2 separate regions of the Delphinus delphis genome follow, and region 2 is linked to region 1. Evidence: chromatin contacts called from public Hi-C data. All regions are on one chromosome and are shown on one strand. The core of a region is the stretch at or near the end of the contact, and the rest is flanking DNA. Distances in the headings are between cores, read along the strand shown.

Evidence for each region. Hi-C and Micro-C count contacts between places; a contact is called where the count stands out from the background.
Region 2: a contact with region 1 is called in a Hi-C map of muscle, with 7 times the contacts expected there. The contact joins the promoter of CCND2 here to the promoter of PARP11 in region 1. A contact is called at or near these places in 3 of 3 Hi-C or Micro-C datasets (lung and muscle).

Annotation. Positions count from the first base shown.
Region 1 is chr11:4,641,040-4,646,952 of mDelDel1.2, forward strand. PARP11 (poly(ADP-ribose) polymerase family member 11) reads right to left here and starts at 2,557. Exons shown (of 6, transcript XM_069541174.1): 1 at 2,363-2,557.
Region 2 is chr11:4,980,305-4,986,217 of mDelDel1.2, forward strand. It overlaps CCND2 (cyclin D2), which reads left to right and starts at 3,133. Exons shown (of 5, transcript XM_060024137.1): 1 at 3,133-3,592; 2 at 5,359-5,574. The coding sequence starts at 3,398.

The DNA.
Region 1 (5,913 bases), core at 1,307-3,806:
CATGGCCAGAGGCAGTGTAGTATTTCCTCAAAACACTTGCGAGCGGAATACAGTATCACACTGAAGCGTATTTGCAAGAGGAGATAAATTTGCAGATCACAGGTGGCATATCAAAGTCATGGAAGCTACTAAAAAAATACAGGGAGAAACTAGCAGAAGTCTTCAGTTAAAGCAGCTCTCTATGGCCTTCCTCCACAAAGCAGAATTTATTGTATCATTCAATGGGAAGAAATGGTAAACAGTAATTTAAATTGGTGGGTAATACAAAAGTCATCTGTATTTATCTTTAGGATGCACTGTGGGTTTTGTTTTCATCTTTCCAATTGTGTTTGGCTTAGAGAAACATTAAAATTAATTTTCATCCCACAAGCACAGCTGGACAGACTATTCAGATGCCTCTTCTACTGAAAGAAACTAACAAATTACAAGAGGAAATCCATATGCAGAATGTTCACTGTACTTTTACAAAATGAAACTGTCCTTATTGACAACATTCATATGCTCAGAGGAAGAAAAACAGGACCGGTAAGAAAACACAGGAGCATTAAGATCTATCAGAGCAGCGTGATAAGGGTCAAAAGAAGAATGTGGGCTTGTAGGTGGAAGGTTCACCACTATTAACAAAAGTCAGTCTGCTCTACTGAAATCAAGCAAAATCATTAGGGAGATTTCGGAGAAAACCAAGCCTTCCTTCCAAAGAAGTGAGATAATGCTGTAACAAAGCAAATATATGAGATACTCATTAATGCCTTTATAATCCTCACAAACACATGAGTGACCCAGTAGCCAGTTCTGTTGTATATGTGATGGAGGAGGGAGAATGAACAACGGGAGCAAAGGACTCTTTCTAGTACCGATGCAACCACTTTGTTAATTCAGTGGATATTTACTGAGTGCCTACTATATGTCAGGCTCTGTTCCCTAGTCTGAGGATACCGCAGTAAACAAAACAGACAAAAGTCTCTGCCCATATGGAGCTTCTAACATGGTGAAGGATTTAAGACATGTGACTTTGGGCAAGACATGTACTTGGATGACTAAAGGGTATCTTATGGAGAAGCCAGGAAGGAGAAGGACTGCCAATAAAAACTGAATACAACACAAACACACATATAATAATAGAAAATGAAACTTACTGATGACAGATAGTGACACTGAATATATAAGGAGAGAGCACATTCTCACAATTTGAAATTATCTTTGCTAAAATCGAACCCCAGCAATTACTTTCCTCTGATGTGGCCTTAAAGGACTGTATGTTTGAACCAAAAAAAAAAAAAAGGGGGGGGGGTCTTAGATAATGATCATCGCTATTCGATGGCCTGGGATGTAACCATGATACGCAACCAAAAAAATCCAGACCAACAGACTAGTTTCTACCGGGTAAAAACGTAAAAACAGAAGCAAATTTACAGACAAACTCTCTATCTGGAAATATATGCCGGGAATGGGGAAAAAAAGAAGTAATGATTACAGCAAAGGAGTTACTGCAAATATGGAAACAGGGTTATTAAACTAAATTTAGGAAGTTATCTCAGCACGTGGGGTAGTTGCACATATTTAGGTCAACAATTTGCTGATACGTGATTCTGCCATTTTTCCAGTCAACTCAAAGGCGTAAATAGTGTCTATTTGCCGTGTAACTAGGCGATTTCAATTCTAACAGATTAATGGAATACTCTTGGCAAGCGGATTCCACTCTTTGAAGGCGGCATATTAAATAAATAAATGTACAAAAGCAAGGTAAACAAAAACGCATGCAGACACAATGCAAATACCGGAGGGAGACACAAGACTTGCAGTGGAAACGCTCCAGGTCATCAGTCAGTTTCTGTCCACTGGAAAAAAAAAATCTAAGAACCTCACCATCTAGAGGCTTAGAACACACGCTCGACCACCCCAGTTTTCCATGGCTGTCCACCAGGAAGGGAAAAGGAGCCCCGGCGGTTCCCCTTAGGCCCATTTCAGGACCCAGAGGGCGAGTCCCCTCGCTTTGGACGGGGATGGGGGTGGGGCTGGCAGGTACACCTGAGCCTAAGTCAGTCACAGGTCCGAAGCCCAGGAACTCCAGCCAGAGAGCAAAACGCCAAGTTTACAAAGACGGTGGAGGGACGGGGCCGGAGAAACCACAGCGAGTCCAATCAGTGGGACGGGACAGCCGCACGGCGCTGGGGACCCACCGAGCCGTCTCCACTGCTCGCAAGGCGACTGCCCGAGCCCCCGGGGCCGGGGCCTTCGCGTCCCCGGAACTCACGAGCCGGTCTGCGCGGCCTGGGGGGGAGGGCGTAGTTCCCGGGAAACCCTCCCGCCCTCTCCCATCAACCCCGCCCATCGGTCCGCCCCGTCCCGCCCGGCTACTCACCGGATTCGCTTCCCACATAACGGTGGCGAAATCGAGCGGAGAGAGCCTGGCGGAAGGGGCTGGCCACAGGGTCGGGGTGCTGGGTTTTTCCCGAGGGCCCAGGGAGCGAAAGAACGGAGAGACAACCTCCACGCAAGCCTCCCCGTCATAAACCGGCGTCTTCGGACCCCCTCGAACCTCCCGACTTCCGGCCGAAGCCGGCCAACCAGCGCCAGCCCCGCCCCGCCCCGCCCCCGGAAGCTCGCCCCCGCCAGTGCCTCTCCCTTCCGGCCTCGGCGCGGAGTGGGCGGGGCCTGCGAGGGTCTGGGTTGTAATGCGGTTGTTAAAGGGCTACCAGCCCAGCCACCCTCCAGGGCTGCATCCCTCCAGCAAAGTCCCCTCCAAGTGATCCTCAAGCCTCGATATTTATTGATGACCTCCGATATTTATTAATCACCGTATAGGGAGTGTAGTGGCCAAGAGGCAGACAGGCCTGGGAATTAATAGCCTGTGGGACAAGCTTCCGACTCGGTTTCCTCGTGCTCAGAGGTGATAGTAATAGTATCTAAGCGTGTAGTGTGCTCATTGAAGGCACCTAGCATGGTGTTTGGTATACAGGAAGTGCTCAATGAGTGACGGTTATTTGCCAGATACTGACACTGTGCTAGGCTCTGCAATGAGCAAGTGACCCATATGCAGTCCTCATGCAGCTTAGAGTCTAGAGAAAAAAGTAAGAAGTAATTTAGATAAAATTAAAAGGTGCAGGATGGTCTACAGGTAGTATGGCAAGTACAGGGTTCTTTGAGAGGGTGCCTACCTAGGACAGGGTGTCTGCCGCCCCCCAATCCAACCCCCCCACCAAGAGGTTTAAGCCAAAACTTCAAGGATGCCCTCCTATTGAAGTTACCTGAGCTACAAGAGGGGAAGAATCTTCCAGGCAAAGAAGCACCATCTACCCATAGGAAATGAAAAAGGAACAGTTTAAGCTCCTTCTGAATTTTTCTATGCCTCCACACATTAAAATTTTTTTACTTGATCAAAGAATACCTACAGACTTTTTCACCTACTATGATATAGCTATCCTTCATTCCAATATGTAGAGTAATTCTATTTCAAAGTAGTGGGGAAAGAAAGGATTATTCGAGAAGTCATACTGGGGCAACTGGTTTAGCATTTGGCAAAAATTAAAGAGGGGAAAAAAAAAAGATAAAGTGAAGATCCCTATCCCAATCCATTTACCAGAATAAATTAGAGAGTGCAAATTGTTTTTCTTTAAAGATTTATTTATTTATTTTTGGCTGTGTTGGGTCTTAGTTGTTCACACACTATTCTTTTTTTTTGTTTGTTTTTTGCAGTACGCGGGGCCTCTCACTGTTGTGGCCTCTTCCGTTGTGGAGCACAGGCTCCGGATGCGCGGGCTCAGCGGCCACGGCTCACGGGCCCAGCCGCTCCGCGGCATGTGGGATCTTCCCGGACCGGGGCACAAACCCGTGTCGCCTGCATCGGCAGGCGGACTCTCAACCACTGCGCCACCAGGGAAGCCCAACACACACTATTCTTGAGTCTAGTTTGGCATTATGTATCAAAATTTGAAATTTCCATAATCTTTTATTAAACAATTCCATTTCTAGGAACTAATTTCAAGGAGGTAAATAGACAAATGTACACAATAATCTGTACAAGAATGTTTATTGCTGTATTTTTTGGAATAGTAAAAAATTGAAAACTACTTAACTATCACAGTGGATTATTTCAAGTGTATATGTGTGTAACATGTGTACAAGCTATGAAATGCTATGTGTATCTTACATCCTACCACGCTGAAAATGTCTTATTAGTTTTAATAGCTTGTCAGCCAATCTCTCTGCAATTTCTATGTTAACAATCACATCACCTACAAATAATGCAGTTTTCACTCTTAGTATTGCATTGGCCAAAATTTCAGAAAATTTTTGAAGAATGCAGGACAAGGTAATGAGCATTCAGTTTTTAGTTAGGTATGGTAAACGTTTGCCCCTGGTTGGTGCTAGATTTTTTTTTTTTTCTTTTTTTTTGGCTGTGTTGGGTCTTTGTTGCTGCGCGGGTTTTCTCTTGTGGCGGTGAGCCGGGGCTACTCTTCATTGCGCGGGCTTCTCATTGCTGTGGCTTCTCTTCTTGAAGAGCACAGGCTCTAGGCATGCGGGCTTCAGTAGTTGTGGCCACTAGGACTCAGTAGTTGTGGCTCATGGGCTCTAGAGCGCAGGCTCAGTAGTTGTGGCGCACAGGCTTAGTTGCTCCGCAGCATGTGGGATCTTCCCAGACCAGGGCTTGAACCCGTGTTCCCTGCATTGACAGGTGGATTCTTAACCACTGCACCACCAGGGAAGCCCCTAGATATTCTTTAAATACACTATCATCTTTAAAGAAATTCCTTTCTATTCCTAGTTCACTATAAGCTTTTAATTGGGAAAGGATGTTAAACTTATCAACTGTCTCTTGAGCTCTATCACTATATTCCTTTTTTATTCTGACTCATTAATATAATGAACTATACTAGTAGGTTTTCTAATGTTCAACCCATCCTTACCTTCTTGAAATAAGCTCTGCTTAGTCACATATTCATTATTCTTTGAAAAAACTGCTGCATTCAATTTGTTAATATTTTATTTAGGAATAAAATTTATTTATAAGTCATGAAATCGATCCATTGTTATCGGTGGGTTTTGGTGATTGTCTTTAAGTTTTGCAAAGTGAACAGTAGCAATTTAAATAATTTAGGAACTAGCTCTTCTTCGAAGGTGGAGTGGATTTTTACAAAGCAAGTTTAATTGGAAAGATTAGGATGAAGTCCTTAACTTTTGGGGGCGGTTGGAGCTATACTTCATTTCCTTGAAGCCTTGCGGTTGCCTGGGCTGGTGGTCAGAGAGGGAGATGGAGAGAACACAGCTGATGTGGATATATATCTCAGGTGGATATGTTTTTAAAATATACTGCCATATCCCTAATATGAAGAGAACACATTTCATAAACTGAAAAGAGCTGTGAAAAGTCTGGTAATTATCTTTATTCTTATTATTCTGGATTTATGACCACTGTTAGAGAGCAAGTGTGGGAAGGGACCTTAGATCCTTTAGTCCAGGGGTCACAAACAGCTAATGAGCTTTAGCCCACAAAGTATTTTAAAAGTTTTGATAAGTGCCCACCATTTTAAAACTGGGAAATTTCACATGAAATAATGTGTTTCTCCAGCTTCCCTTACACACCATCCTCCTATGCCAACGACTGGTCATACTGACCCCTTTGGACTGGGAACGGGTTCTTAGCTTTACCTGAGTTACCTGACCTGTATCTCTTTTCCTTGTTTAAATTACCTTCCTGGGCCCCTTAGGTATTTGGGTTCATAACTGATGATAACCCATCTCTTATTTTGCTGAAGAAGTGGAATGGATCTGGGACTTTCTAGAATGTTCTCATAGGAAACAACGTTATACACTTTCCCATAACTTTTTCCAGGGAGGGTTCAGACATGGGGCTCAGCCTCTCATGGTCTTCCAAGAGATGACTCTCTGTGACACGGTCTGGGGCTGGGACGG
Region 2 (5,913 bases), core at 1,883-4,382, 340 kb after region 1:
TTTTTCCCTACAGTGACCAGTTTTGACTTAAAAGCCGGAGCACAGACGTTTGGTTTTTTTCTCTAAACCTAAGGCTACACGCAAAAGAAAATGCGCAGGTTTGTTCAGAAGGCAACGTGCCTTTTCCCGCGTGCGAGGAGGAGTGCTTTTTAGCAAGCAAAATTAAAGTTTTAACACATGGTCGGAGTGGCGACCAAAAGGGAAAACTCAGTTTCCAGTCCAAGCCTCGCGGAGACATTCCTGCCAACCTCCGCACCCTCGCACGCCCCACCCCGAGCCTTGGAGCCTGAACCACTGGGGGACGGATTCGCTGCGAGGTTGCTGTTCGGGAACAGTCCGTAATCGGAAGGGGAAGTCAATGGGGAACTTGAAGGGGCGAGCCTGCCACGCGGGGAGCGCCCGCACCCGCGGGTCTGGGTGGACGGAGAGGGCGGCGGGGAGAGGGGCATCCGCCCGCGCCCCTCCTCTTCACAGCCGTCTGTCCCCCGCCCCCCGGCCCCGCTCCCCGCCGGAATTTCTCCGTAAAGCCAGACGGGTTTGGGGTTAGGGGGAGGGAAGGGGAGAGGGGGCCCCTCGGCTCGCCGCTCCCGAGACTTGAGGCCTCACCACCCAGGTTTTCTCCCCAGGGTGGGCGAGGCCCGGAGGACGACCACCCGCCTCTTCCCCGCCCCCAGCTGCCCCTCTTCAGGGGACCCAGGGCTCGGGATGCTTTCCCTGCAGGGAGGTGGAGAAAAGGCCGTGCTGGGTTAGTTACCAAGTGATGTCAAGAGGCTGGGAGCCCTCGCCGGCTTCTGTCCTTGCCTGTCGGGGCAGATTTATACTTTAAAAATACCTCTCTCGCCCACACTGCCCCCCACCCCCTACCCCTACAGCTTTCTTTGATCCGCTCAAAGGTGGCTGAGCTGAAGTTTGAGTAAGTCCTTTATGGGGTTTTAAAATGTTAAGTTCACTTATTTATCCGGAGTGACTCAAGGCCTGAGTCGGGAAGTCCACGTTGACTGAAATCAAGAGGTGATTGTTAGGCACCCGCTGTCTTCCGAGGAACACCGTACTCGGCCCCGACTGTCATCCGCCGCGCGGGACTGTTTCATTCTGAGTTTGCAACTTGGGTTTTTCAGCGAGCTTTTTTTCTTCCAGAAAGCTAATGGCTTCCACCGCAATTAGACATTCTCCTCGCCCGCCCCTTCCCTCCCCTTTCTTTACATACAGTCGATTGGATACTAATTCCCGAGGCTATTGATAAGGTCGCCCGCGCCCCGGCCTCTCCCCAGCCCTCGCCCGCCCCAGTCCCCGCTCTCCCTCCGCCCTCCCTTCCTTGGCTTCCTTTTGATGTAGCGGGGAACGCGTCCTACTAAAAAAAAAAAAAAAAAAAAAAAAAAAAGTAATCTGCCCGGTAACAATCAGCGCGCAGTAGCAGGAGACCCAGAGCTATTGGCTATGCAAATAGAGGGAGGGGAGACGGCGCCCCAAACTCTTACTCACCCTTTTAAAGCGATATCCCCCTTCCACCCACCCACCCACCCCTTCCGCCCCACCCTCGTGGAAAGGGGCTGGCCCCGGGGCCAGGGTTAATCGCTCGCACCTCTGGTTTATGCGCTGTCCGCCCTCTTTATTCCACCTCCCCCTCCTTTCAGGGAACAGAGCTCACAGCTCACCCAGCCCCCCGCCTCCCCCCGCCCGCCCTCGCGCCCCGGTTCGGGCCCCCTTTCTCCGCGAGGGAGGTCCTGGGCCAACCTCGGTGTCTCTCCAGAGACCCTACCCACGCCGCGCTCGGCGCACATGCCAGCTCCGCCAGCGCGCCGCGGGCCCTGGGCCCACTCCCTTTCTTCCCGGAGTGAAATAGCACAGACGGGCAGGGTGGGGGGTGGCGGGAGGAAGGAGGTGAGGAAACGCCATCAGATCCCCTCTAAAAGCGGCTTTGACCCGAGGATGCATTGGAGCACGTGTCAGAGCCGACCGCACTGGCTGCGTCTCCACCGTAGTTCCGCTCGCGGGGGGAAAGCCCTGGCTGCGAGCGACGCGTGAACCCGGAGGGTCCGCGAGGGTGCTAGGCGAGGGACCCGGGGTGGAACTCTTGGGCCTCGGAGGAAAGGAAGGGGTGGTGTCGTTGGCGCCCGGGGAGAGAGGGGGAGCCAAACCTACCCCTCTTTCGCCCCTCTCCCCTCCTCCTCCCGGGCTATTTCCTAGAAAGCTGTATCAGTGTGGCCACGCTCCGCGCAGGCACCTCGGGCGGCTTGTCAGCAGAGGCAGGGCGAGGAAGCGGGTTTTTCCTGCGTGGCCGCTGGCCGCGGCGGAACCGCTGGTAGCCCTGCCCCCGGCCTGCGGCGGCTCGGGGCGCCTCCCCGCGTCTCCCAGTGGCGCCTGCGGCGCCCCAAGAACGGGATGGTTTCTGCTCCTGGGTCACATTCTATCACGTCGGAGAAGCGCCCCCTCCCTCCGGACACTCACCCCTCCCCCCCAACACATCTGCGGGGGGGCGGGGGCGGGGGTTGGAGTGGGCGCCGAAGTTCTGGTCCCTTTAATCGGGTTTTGGAAACAGCAACATGATCAGGAACATAAATTTCAGGGACATAACCTTTTTCTCTGGGTATGCGAAGTTGCTGTTTTCTCAGATCGCCCTCCCTCTTTCTCACGTAAGGGATCTATTTCTCAGTTGTCTGAGCCCACCTCATCTTCAAGTAATCCACCCGTCATTCCTGAATCTTAAAATACATGGGCGGTAGTATTAGGATCAGTTTTGAAGTAGCCAGAGTCGGAGGGTCGTATTTTGGCAGGATGCACCTACAGAATGTGCGCAATCAGAGGAAATAAGTAGGAATCGGTGGGGTTTTTTTTTTTTGTGGGTTCCCCTCTCCGAGGCCCCTGGCTTGCGGGGCTGCATAGAGGGAGAGGGCCTCGGAGAGCTAAGGAGAGGGGGCCGGGGGGCGGGGGACCGCGTTTGAAGTTTGGTCGGGCCAGCTGCTGTTCTCCTTAATAACAAGAGGGGAAAGGAGGGAGGGAGGGAGACACTGAGAGGAGGAGGGGAGGACCGGGAGGGGAGGGAAAGGGAGGAGGAACCGGAGAGGGGGGTGAGGCGAGAGGGAGGAGAAGTAACTGCCCAGCCAGTTTGCGTCACTGCCTCGGAGAGCAGAGAGCAGAGCGAGCTGGGGAGAGCAGACAAGTTTGAAGGGGAGGGCAGGCAGAGTCAGCAGCCCCCGGGGCGCTCCTCTCCCACCGCCCATCCCTTTCCCCTCTTCTTCCCCAGCTTCCCTCTCTGCCCTTCGCTATTTCCCCGAAAACCCCTTATTTAGCCAAAGGAAGGAGGTAAGGGGAATCCTCTCCCCTCCCCCCCTCCAAAAAAACCCCCCAATTTTCCAGTCCGGAGATCGCAGGGGCGCGAGTGGGCACCCAGCTGGCCATGGAGCTGCTGTGCGGAGAGGTGGACCCGGTCCGCAGGGCCGTGCCGGACGCCAACCTGCTCCACGACGACCGCGTGCTGCAGAACTTGCTGACCATCGAGGAGCGCTACCTTCCCCAGTGCTCCTACTTCAAGTGCGTGCAGAAGGACATCCAGCCCTACATGCGCAGGATGGTGGCCACCTGGATGCTGGAGGTAGGTCTGCAGGCAGGCGCACCGTCCGTCCCCGCCTGGACCCCAGACCCCACGCGGGGACCCTGAACCTGCGAGAGGGCAGCCTCCGCGCCCGCCTCCCCGCTGCTGCGCGAGAGGTTACCCCGTGCCCTCGGCGAGACGCGTGGCTTCCTTTCTGTTCCTTGCGGGGTGCAAGATTAACGGGGGGAGGGGGGAGGAGGGAGGAGGCAAATCTGGGAGCAGCGAGGCTGTCCCGGGGCGGGGGTGGGGGAGCATCCCGCGCGCGGGTGCCTGCCTGTGGCTGCCTCCTCCCCCCCCCCCACCCCGACCTGTCTTTTGCGAAGCCGAGGCTGCTTTAGGTGCCTTGAAGAAGGGAGTAGGAGCGGGAAGCCGGGACCCCAAAGTTAAAAAATCAGCCCCCCCACCAAAGGCCAGGGCAAATTCGTCCTAGCCTCGGGTACCCCCCCCCCTCGCCTGTGGTCGCGACTCCGCGTTGGCACTAAGGGGGGAGGGCGGAGGGCGGAGGGAGAAGAGAAACGGGGAATTCGGGAGCCCCGGAAGTCACACTGAAGAAACGTGTGTTTTCGGGGAACCCAAAAGAACCACTTCTTTCCCCTCGCTCCGAACCCTTGCGGAGCGAGCCGTGTGCCCACGTCTGCACGGCTCCGGACCTGCCGTGGTTTCGCCATGTTGCTTTGTAAACTCGGGGTGGAGAGGCTGGAACGCGTCGCCCGCTCCCCCTCTCACCCCACTATCCCGGCCCCCCACTTCTGATGGCGCCTTCGCCCCCGATCCCCCCCTCCCTCACGAAGGTTACTTACGTTTCGGCCTTCAGTTTCCTGGGTGCGGAGAGCTGGGTGGGGTGGGAGGGGGGAGGAGGTGTGTGCAGGGGCGATAGCGGGTCCCCCCCGAAGGAGAGGCCGGAGACCCCCGCGCCTCTCTCCGGCGGCTCCCCGTTCTCGTCTGTCCCCCAGCTCTTCGCCACCGTCCCCGGCCTCTGCCCTTGTGGGCCGCGGCCGGACACTCCCGCCGCCGCGCTCACCCCTGCAAGTTTCCCCCTCGGTATCCAAAGCCCCAGGGGTCGCGGTCCAGACCTTCCCGGCACCCCAAACCTCCGTTGCGGGTAGCCTGGGTCCTCTGTGGGGTTTTCACGGCGAAAGGTCTTGTCTGGGGTATTTCCTCGATTTTTAATTATTTTTTGAACCCGTCTCCCCTGCCCCGACTCCGGCCGCCCAGGCTGCGCGGCGCTGGCTCCCTCCGCCCTCCCCCCGCTTCCCCACCTCTCCCCACCCACCCCCCCAAATGAGGCGCCTGGGCCGCGGGGACTCCCCCCGACAATTTTTTCAATTGTCGGGAATGATAGAGCAGGGTCTGGGGGTCCGAATGAGACCAAGAACGAGACCCCCGGAGCCTCCGGAATATTTTTATTGATTTTTTGAAAAGATGACGAAATCCAAAAAAGAGAGTGAGTGAGTGCGAGCGAGCGGAGCGGTGAGCGGCCCACGGGGGCGGCGGGGCCGGAGCTGCTGCGCCCTCGGCCTCGGGGTCCTTAACCCACCTCTCCGGTGAGTTTTTAGGCTCCCGGGGAGGACCCCAGCGCGGATGGCCATTCAGATTGACCCCAATTTCCTCGCCTTCACTCTGATCGCTTATTCTACTCCCCTCCCCCTCCCCCCCGACAAATTCAATATTTTTGTCGTTTTCCTAGATTGTGCGGTTTCCCTTTTTTCCTCTTTTCCTGATATTATGGTCTCCCCCCACCCCGACCCTGTCCCCTCGTGTCATAGGTCTGTGAGGAGCAGAAGTGCGAAGAAGAGGTCTTTCCTCTGGCCATCAATTACCTGGACCGCTTCTTGGCCGGAGTCCCAACTCCGAAGACCCATCTGCAGCTTCTGGGGGCCGTGTGCATGTTCCTGGCTTCCAAGCTCAAAGAGACCATCCCGCTGACCGCTGAGAAGTTGTGCATTTACACGGACAACTCCGTCAAGCCTCAGGAGCTGCTGGTAATGACTGCCTCCTTCCCCCCTGCCTTTCTGCTGTCCCCTATCCTAATAATATACTCTGATGCCGCTGCTCCCAGAACAGATCCTTAGGACCCCAAATTACCCATCCCTGACGTTTTCACACTTCTGGGAACTCTTTAACACGACGCTCCTTGCGTTCCTACTGTGTGCGGGGCTCTGTGCGAAGTACCGAGACTCCACCCATGAATAACGTCCTCACTCAGGGAGGTTTGTGTTGGTGAGATTCATTTGCAGCCGCTTACGTATGCAGAGGAGGCATGAAGCACAGTGATAAAATATTTTAATTAAATTCCAAATTTTCAATCACGGAATTCCGAG